Linked DNA regions of Mus musculus: region 2 is linked to region 1. Evidence: chromatin contacts called from public HiChIP or PLAC-seq data. All regions are on one chromosome and are shown on one strand. The core of a region is the stretch at or near the end of the contact, and the rest is flanking DNA. Distances in the headings are between cores, read along the strand shown.

Region 1 (4,183 bases), core at 703-3,202:
GCTGGTGTTTATCAATGCACATTAATTTCACTAAAGCCTTCTAAAGCCATGGGAGACAGCCAGGATCACAGTCAGAGCCCAATTATAGCCAGGGGTCCCCCTTCCAGGCAGCTGTAGGCTTTGTCTGTGCCTTTGACCTCTCAGGACAATAGTGAGAACTAGCTGGTAGACAGAAGTGTGTCCCATCTCCCCTCTTCCTGGCAGAGATGGTGGTCTCAGGCATTGCCAGGTAGGAAAGATGGACCTAAGTAAATTTGGAAGGACACAATGGCCCCAGTAGCGGAAAGGCCTGTGTCTCCAGCTTCACACAGTTCAAAGTCTTACCACCTTGAGGCTCTGTTTTCCTCTGTGTGGTCTGGGTTTCATACAGTCTCCTTCAGCACAGCATGTGTGTGTGTGTGCATGTGTGCCACAGACATGTGTGCCTTTTTCTGATCCCTTCTACTTCTTCATGTGAAGCAGAGCATCCCACTGAATGGAACGTGAGGCTCCCCTTTCAGTAGAGTGATTGGCCAGTCCCCTATCTGCAGCACTCAATGGCCACGCCAAACTTTAATGTGTGTGCCTGTACAGCAAATGCTAGCATAACGGAGCCTTCTCTCTAGCTCTATTTGTTTTTATTTATTTATTGCTTGCTTTTCTTTTCTTTTTTTTTTTTCTGAGGCAGGGTTTCTCTGTGTAGCCCTGACTGGGTAATCGCTTTGTAGACCAGGCTGGCCTTGAACTCAAAGAGAACTGCCTGCCTCTGCTGGGATTAAAGGCACGTGCCACTATGCCTGACCTTAGCTCTCTAATTTTTCTTTCTTTCTTTTTTTTCAAGACAGGGTTTCTCTGTAGTCCTGGCTGTCCTGGAACTCACTCTGTAGACTAGGCTGGCCTGGAACTCAGAAGTCTGCCTGCCTCTGCCTCCTGAATACTGGGATTAAAGGTGTGTGCCACCACTGCCTGGCAATATTTTTAAATTTAAAACATTTATCTATGTATCTCTGTGTGTGTGTGTGTGTGTGTGTGTGTGTGTGTGTGCACATGCTATGTGTATATTTAACTTCTTGCCAAGGCCAGAAGAGGGCGTTGGATTTCTAGAACCTTAGTTGCAAGGGCATATGAGCTATTCCATGGGATCACAAAGTCAGGTCTTTCTCGAGGACAGCAGGTGCCCTTAGTCTCTGAGCAATCTTTCCATCTTTCCAGAGAGCCCCCCCCCATTTGTCTTTTTTTCTCCGTGTCCTGTGTCACAGGCTGGTTTGAACTCACTCTACAGGTAAGGGTGGCTTGAATTCCCCATCCCCTTGGCTCCAGCTGGTCGTACCATCATGGCCAGTACTGTCTTTTTTCTTAGAAGGCGCAGCACATTTCTCCCATTTGAAACTTTATTATAAGTGTGGTGTGTGTGTGTGTGTGTGTGTGTGTGTGTGTGTGTGTGTGTGTGTGTATTGCTGGGGACCGAACCCCGGCTTCTGTGTGCCAAGTCAGGCTCTGCCCAGGAACTGTACTTTGGGACCCCTGCTCAATTCCTGGTAGGAAGTCTGCTCCCTTCCCCGGCTGTGTAGCCCAGGGCCCACTCTGTTCATGCCTGTGCCCTGGAATACAGCAGGCGCGCCAACAAGTCCTCAGCGAATGCTGGAGTCCAGTGAATGCAGGCATCAGTTCTGCCGTGTCCTCTGCCACTCAAGTCCCTCGCTGATGGGACAGGACCCGGACCGCTGTCCAGCGAACCACGCGCACTGCAGTGCGCCTGCGTAGGCACGCCCCTCCCAGGCTCCCGACGCGTTGCCCAGGCACGCGCAGGCGTGTTCACCCCAACGCCACACGCCTCTCCCGCGCGCCGGCGCCACGCTCTGGGCCGTGCTTGCGCCTGCGCGTTCTCTCCGGCCGTGGGCCCGGCCGGCGCCTGCGCGGTGGCTCCCGAGAGTGGGGGGGGCCAGGAGGTGGAGGAGGAGTAGGAGTAGGAGGAGGCGGCGAGAAGATGGCGACTTCGAACAATCCGCGGAAATTTAGCGAGAAGATCGCACTGCACAACCAGAAGCAGGCGGAGGAGACGGCGGCCTTCGAGGAGGTCATGAAGGACCTGAGCCTGACGCGGGCCGCGCGGGTGAGAGCGCGGGGGAGGGGAGGGGAGGAGGGAGGGGAGGAGGAAGAGACGCGGGGGCGGGGCTGCGGCCGCCGCAGGTGTCCCCACGCCGCCACAGCGCTGAGCGGCTGCTCGCGAGATTGCTCTTTGGACTTGACAGGTGGTCCCATCGCAGCTACCTGAGTGGACTGGTGTCATCTATTATTGTTGTCTGAGGGGACATGTGCCATCATCATAGCTATCAGAATGGACACGTGTCACCCCCCTGATTGCTACCTGATGGTACAGGGACTGCATCATTGCTACCTCGTAGGACCTACGACTCCATCATTGCTACCTGAGGGGGCAGGTGTCACCCTTCATTGCTACCTGGTGGGGCAGGTGTCACCCTTCATTGCTACCTGGTGGGATAGGTGCCACCATCTTTGCTACCTTCAGGGAGAGTTGTTCCCTTAGTGTTATCTGTGTGGATAAGTGGCCCCATTGTTGCTACCTTGAGGGGATAGTTGTCACCCTTTATGCTACTTGAGTGGACAGGTCTCCATTAATGCTACCTGAGTGGACGGTTGTCACCCTTCATTGTTACCTAAAGGAAAGGGGTCCTTTCATCGTTATTTGAGGGCACAGTTGTCACTCCATTGGCACCTGAGGAGGAGGTGATACTGTATCATTGTCACCTGTGCCTTCCTTGGTACTCCTACTTCTGCCGTGAAGGAGATGTTATCCCTCCTGGATAGCTGAGGATATCCCTCCTCCATGTTTGGAGTCAGCATAGAGGTGGCTGCTTGGTTCCCATGCATGACAGGGAACAGCTGCCAACAGACTGGGTGGCTGGGCCATTTGACAGGCATAGCTGGCCTTGCTAGGTTCTTGGCCAAGTGGAGTGGATGCGGAGCCTTATCCTTCCATGTCAAGTGTGTGTCATCAGACTTTCCTCAAGGGTGAAGGAGGTGATGCTGGTGTGTGGCATGTTCTGCACACCCTCAGACCTGGGTTCTGAGTCCCATGTGACCTGCCAGGGGTACTTACATGAGGCTTGGATTCATCAGTGGGCACCTTTGGGTCAGGTAATCTTATAGTCAGTTGCTTGTTTCTCCAAGATTGTGGCATCGTAGGCGAAAGTGAGTGATTGAATGTGGTGGTTTTCTCACTTTCAATCAGACTCTGTCCCCAAAGCCCTCGGGGCGGGGGAGGGGGGTGAAGGGGGGCATGTTCTCCCTCAGTGTATTGAGAAAGGCATTGAGAAAGGGCAATGAATGAACAAATAAACAGTGTATCATCTGCCGGGTGGAGATGGTGGTGCACAACTAATCCCAGCACTCGGGAGGCAGAGGCAGGATGATCTCTGAGTCCAAGGCCAGCCTGGTCTACAGAGTGAGTTCCAGGGCAGCAGGAGCTACACAGAGAAATCCTGTCTCCAAAAGCCAAACCAAAACAAACAAAAAGTGTTACCATCCCTGTGTTACTTACAGGGCAGTTGAGTTTGCTTCTTGTTTCTAGCACATAGTAGGTGTCTGCATACAGTTGGTGTCAAATGTTTGCAGTGTAACCAGAACAAAGAGTTTCATAGTTGACGTTTTGATGGACATCTGGTTTCTTCCTGGGATTGAGAGTGAATGATGTGGAGGAGGTGACTGAGGCAAGGCCTCGTGTAGCACAGATGAGCCTTGATCTCACTGAGGAGCTGAGGATGCCTTTGGATGCTCCTGCCTGCACTTCCTGAGCCCTTAGAGGTTCTGCAAGGATGGAACAGCCTGATTGGAATGTAGTTGAGAAGGAAGGTCTGTGTGTGTGACCAGTGGCGCTCACCAGCTTCTTTGAATCATATAACCTATACCACCCTCTTCCAGAACTGTTTCATTGCCCTAGAGGAGATTGGCCCCTCAGGCAGCCTAGCCACATCCCCTCCCTATGCTTACGGCTGTTCTGGGATCACAGCCCTCTCTGTCTTAGTGGAGTTGGTCTCCATGCTCAAACCATCCATGTAGCATTTGCCCATGCCCCATTTCTTATTAAGAACGAGGCAGGTTGGTGATAAAGGTAGATGATAAACGCTGGATAAAGGTGCTTTCTGCCAAACCCAAGGACCTGAGTTCAGTCTTTGGGACCCAT
Region 2 (4,183 bases), core at 537-3,036, 120 kb before region 1:
CCAGGTTGCATGTCCCCACGTGTCCTTTGTCGGGGTGACACACCCTGATCTCCAGTCAGGCTGTGCAGAAGCTGATGACAAGCATCTGCCAACTGGCATTGCTTCAGGAAGATGACCAACGCCCAGCACAGAGAACCAATTACAATGTCCACATTTATGAATCCCCCTCCTGCCCCAGCCACTCAGTTGGCTGTGACAGCAGTGTCAGGAGGTCAAGAGCAGCCTGGGCCCTGCCCTGCAGCACAGAAGCCCAGTCATGGAACTTAGGGCTCATGAAAAAGCCTGAGTGTAGAGATACACACTGTTATACTGTCAGGATCTGATCAGAGAGTGAGCACAGACACTCAGGGTAGACTGTAATCTCCAGTCCTCACAAGGCAGGCTGTATTCTCACCCAAAGCCAGCTAGGACAAGCAGGCCCAACTTTAACAAAAAGAGAGGTAAGTTCTCTGGTATACCCGCCTACTGGAGCTGTGGCATATGTCCCTGTGTCGACAGCACTTGCAAAGCTAAGGGGATGGCAGGAAGGACTGCAGGCTGGACTCCTCAAGTTTTTCTTTGGATCCATTTATCATCTGTCTTCAGACAAAAACGGGCTTATCTTCAGGGTGAAAAGTATGAAGGGAAGCAGCTGGGCTCTGCTCTGGGACTCTGCAGTAGAACTGACCTTGCAAAAAAGTCACTTTTGGGAAGTTTCTCAACAGTTCTATCAGGTCAGGAGAATCCTGAGAAGATCGAGGGAATGCATGCCTGTCAGCCTGCAAGCCCAAGACTCCCTGTGGCTTATGTCTCCACAACCTCAGATCTCAAGGTCCCTCCAACAAGCTCTAGCCTCCTCCAACAGCTTTGCAGGAGTCTTCAGAAGGAAATCTCACTAGGGCATCTATCATCACAGCTCTAATGCTCAGACAGTGACCAGCTTGGTCTTGAGCCCTCTGTGAGGCTTACACAGAGCTATGAAGCCAGTGTTCCCACTGTATATTGCTCTTGCAGCTGTCTACCTGGCTGACTCCTGGTATGCTGACAGCCTTGTCCTAACAAGGTGGTATCTCATGGTCAGCAGGCACAGTGGGCACAAGTGTTAGAAAAGCCCATCTAACAGTGCTAACTCCTGAGCTGACAGCCTAGCATGGGTTGAAAGGAGGTACACAATGACACTGACCACACATACAGCTCTGGAGTCCTCTGACCCCTAGCCACCAGGCACAGTTGGGTCCTGTGACTTGCTGGCTGGTTCTCCAAGAATAGCTCTTCCTGTCTCTAGAGTGTTTTAAGAACTCCAGGCACAAAGCTGCATCAGAACACACATGGCCCTCCTACCCACCCACACTCCACACATGGGTGCACATGCACACACATAGAGAGATAATCTGTGCACAGACACACCTACTTGCTTTCCCAATCCTAGACAAAGGCTGGTCTCTGGTGCACGAGTCAGAGACACTTGGGGGGGTCTCTAGAGAGGGGTGTGGCCACAAGCTCCTGAATTCAATACCAGCTTATCAACTGCCTATAACTGGATGCTTCTCGGCCATTCTGGCTACGAGGAGGATTTCAACGTACACAGCGCCAGCCAGGGAGGAAAGGCCTTATAGGAACACGAGTTCCAGAATGGTCCCAAAGAACCTGGAACCTGTCCCACAGGCAGATACTTAGATGTCACAGGACTCACCAGTGTGTCTTGTGGAGAGAGGCAGTCCTCATCAATGTTCCATGTGCATCACACTCAAGAGAGCTGAGGCTCAGGCAGCTCAGCAGGGCAGAAGCGCCCTCCAGAGGGCCCAGAGTAGTAGGATCTACAAAGATCAGGCCTACAGCAGCCAGACACACTTCCTCCTTCCTTTGGCAACAGCCTTCTTCCTGGCTTAAGTTCAAGGGCAGGAAGCAGCTTTGCTGAACACTCCTTGCCCTTGGCCATGAGGGCAACCCAGGAGCCAGATGGCAGGAGTTGACTCTCACTGTAGTCTATGACAACAAGTCTATGCCCATGATGGTGAGACGTCATGGCAAAACTGTGAGACAATGGCCAAAGCTATTGACACTACTAAGTGCCAGCTAGGACACAATGGAACTCTCAGCACCACTGTGCAAATGTGGCATCACCACTGCCACAGGTGAAGTCTCCTTAAGATGCTACCTTGAGGTCCCAAAAGTTCACTCCTCTACACAGCCTCAGGGGAGTGGAGGTCACAGAAAGAAGGCAATGGCACACACCTACTCCTCACACTCAGGAGGCAGAGGCAGGGTATGGGAAACTTAAGGCAAGGCCTCTGTACATCAGAGGCCAGCCTGGCTATATGCTATCTCCAACAATGCCTCAAGCAGAATGGAGTAAAAGCACTGGCCAGACCAGGAAGGTGGCTCCTAGGAACATGGATGAAAACACAGACACAGCGATGTACATCTGGAATCCCAGCACTCCTGTGGCCAAAAAAGTACAGACAGGAGTGTGTGCCTGGAGAACAGGATCGATTGCCTCTGAGGGACAGAGCCAACCACTCCAGAAGGGGCTCTTCTCTGCTCTGTTCTGAGACAGAGGTTCACTGTGCAATGCTGACTGACCTGGAACTCAAGACCAGGTGAGCTCCAAACCTGATGATTGCTGGGATTAAAGGCACGTGTTAAAAGTGGAAAAACAAAGATGTCCATGGTTTTTCAAATCATGTGGGTACATGTGTTTCCGGGGTTGATGGAGCACATGAATGAACTGTTTTATCATATAATGGGATAGATGGACCCTAATGGTACAGACCCAGCATCCTCAGTACCTTGAAGGGGAAAGGCCACCCTAGGCTACAAAGAAGGACCCTGTCTCAAAAATACCCAAACAAAGGCTGGAGATATGGCTCAGAGGTTAAGAACACTGGCTGCTCTTCCGAGGTCCTGAGTTCAATTCCCAGCAATGGTGGCTCACAACCATTTGTGATGATATCTGGTGCCCTCTTCTGGCCTGCAGGCAGAACACTTTATACATAACAAATAAAACTTAAAAAAAAAAAAAAAAACGAAACAAGAGGCTGGAGAGGTCCAACAGTTAGGAACACTTACTGCTCTTGCAGAAGACCCGGGTTCCATTCCCAGTACATACATGATGCTTATAACCATCTATGGCCCCAGTTCTGGGAGATCCAATGCCCCTTCTGAGCTCTGAAGGCACCAGGCACATGGTGTGGACATAGACTCAGGCACACATACATCAAATTAAATAAACATTAAATAACAAAAGGGACATGCCACAGGTGGAAACGCAAAACTGTCATCCCAGCACTCCAGAGGAGGTAGAGATGTGAGTTCAAGGCATCTTCCACAAAACAGACTTCAGGACTGGGCTAGGTGAGCCTGTTTCAAAAGCAATCAGCTGCCTCAGGGCATGGGGACTGAGAAGGAACAGAGGGTAGGCATGGGAGAGTGGAAGAACTGTGCACGGTGCTGTACCAAAGGCTCAGAACTCACCAGACCTCACACAAACAATGCACATACGAGCTTGTTTGTTTGGACATGAATAGTTCCCACAAGTTCAGTGTTTGAACACTCTGTCCCTGCAGGTGGTGCTGTGTTAAAGGTGGCATCACCAAAGGGTGGGGCCTAGCTGGGGAAGGGGAAAAATGTGGGCAGGCTTTCCTGTTCCTGGCCCCACTGGCAGTCTGAGATGTTTTTATCTGTTGTCGGAGTATGTCCAGCCACAGTTCCTGCTACCACACATCAAACCGCTTTAGCCATAAGATTCAAGGGACAAAAGCAGCACATGAGTCCCTGTCCTGTGTCCTGCCATAGTGGCAGAAGAGTAAGCTGGGCAGGGACTGAGGCAGGGTGGGGATGCTATGAGAAGCCTTAGCACATGGGGCAGACTGGCAGCAGCAAGTGAGCAGGTTCTGCACTTCCACAAGGCTCTGTACAGCATGTTCATGGTGGGCTCCAGCAATGAATCTGGCTGTGCCCAGCCTTCAGGGAGAGTGTACCTAAAACTAACAGAATAAGCCAGGCACAGCAGAGCAGCCTTTATCCCAGCACTCAAGGCAGAGGTAAGTGGATTTTTCTGTGTTTGAAGCTAGCCTGATCTACATATCGAGCTCCATGCCAACCAGAACTGTACAGTGAGACCCAATCTCAGAAAATAAGCTAAACACAATAAACTAGCAGAGGAAATTTCAAGAGAGCAGAGCACCAGGCTTTGGAATGATCC

Evidence for each region. HiChIP or PLAC-seq counts read pairs in DNA pulled down with a chosen protein or histone mark.
Region 2: a contact with region 1 is called in an H3K27ac HiChIP or PLAC-seq map of microglia, with 3 times the contacts expected there. The contact joins the enhancer-like site here to the promoter of Crtc1 in region 1. A contact is called at or near these places in 1 of 484 Hi-C or Micro-C datasets (stem cell-derived epiblast-like cells), 2 of 115 datasets of contacts at active chromatin or transcription factors (double positive thymocytes and microglia) and 1 of 9 other capture datasets (adipose tissue).

Annotation. Positions count from the first base shown.
Region 1 is chr8:70,437,342-70,441,524 of GRCm38.p6, reverse strand. Crtc1 (CREB regulated transcription coactivator 1) reads left to right here and starts at 1,952. Exons shown (of 14, transcript NM_001004062.2): 1 at 1,952-2,092. The coding sequence starts at 1,967.
Region 2 is chr8:70,557,929-70,562,111 of GRCm38.p6, reverse strand. All of the region lies in intron 1 of Ell (elongation factor RNA polymerase II), which reads right to left. Among named protein-coding and RNA genes, the nearest start is that of Ell, 20 kb to the right of the region's middle. Within about 2 kb of position 1,786, at least 122 of the 459 cell types and tissues checked have an H3K27ac peak or open chromatin away from gene starts, as enhancers often do. A contact at or near this core is called in adipose tissue, double positive thymocytes and microglia, where this site is marked.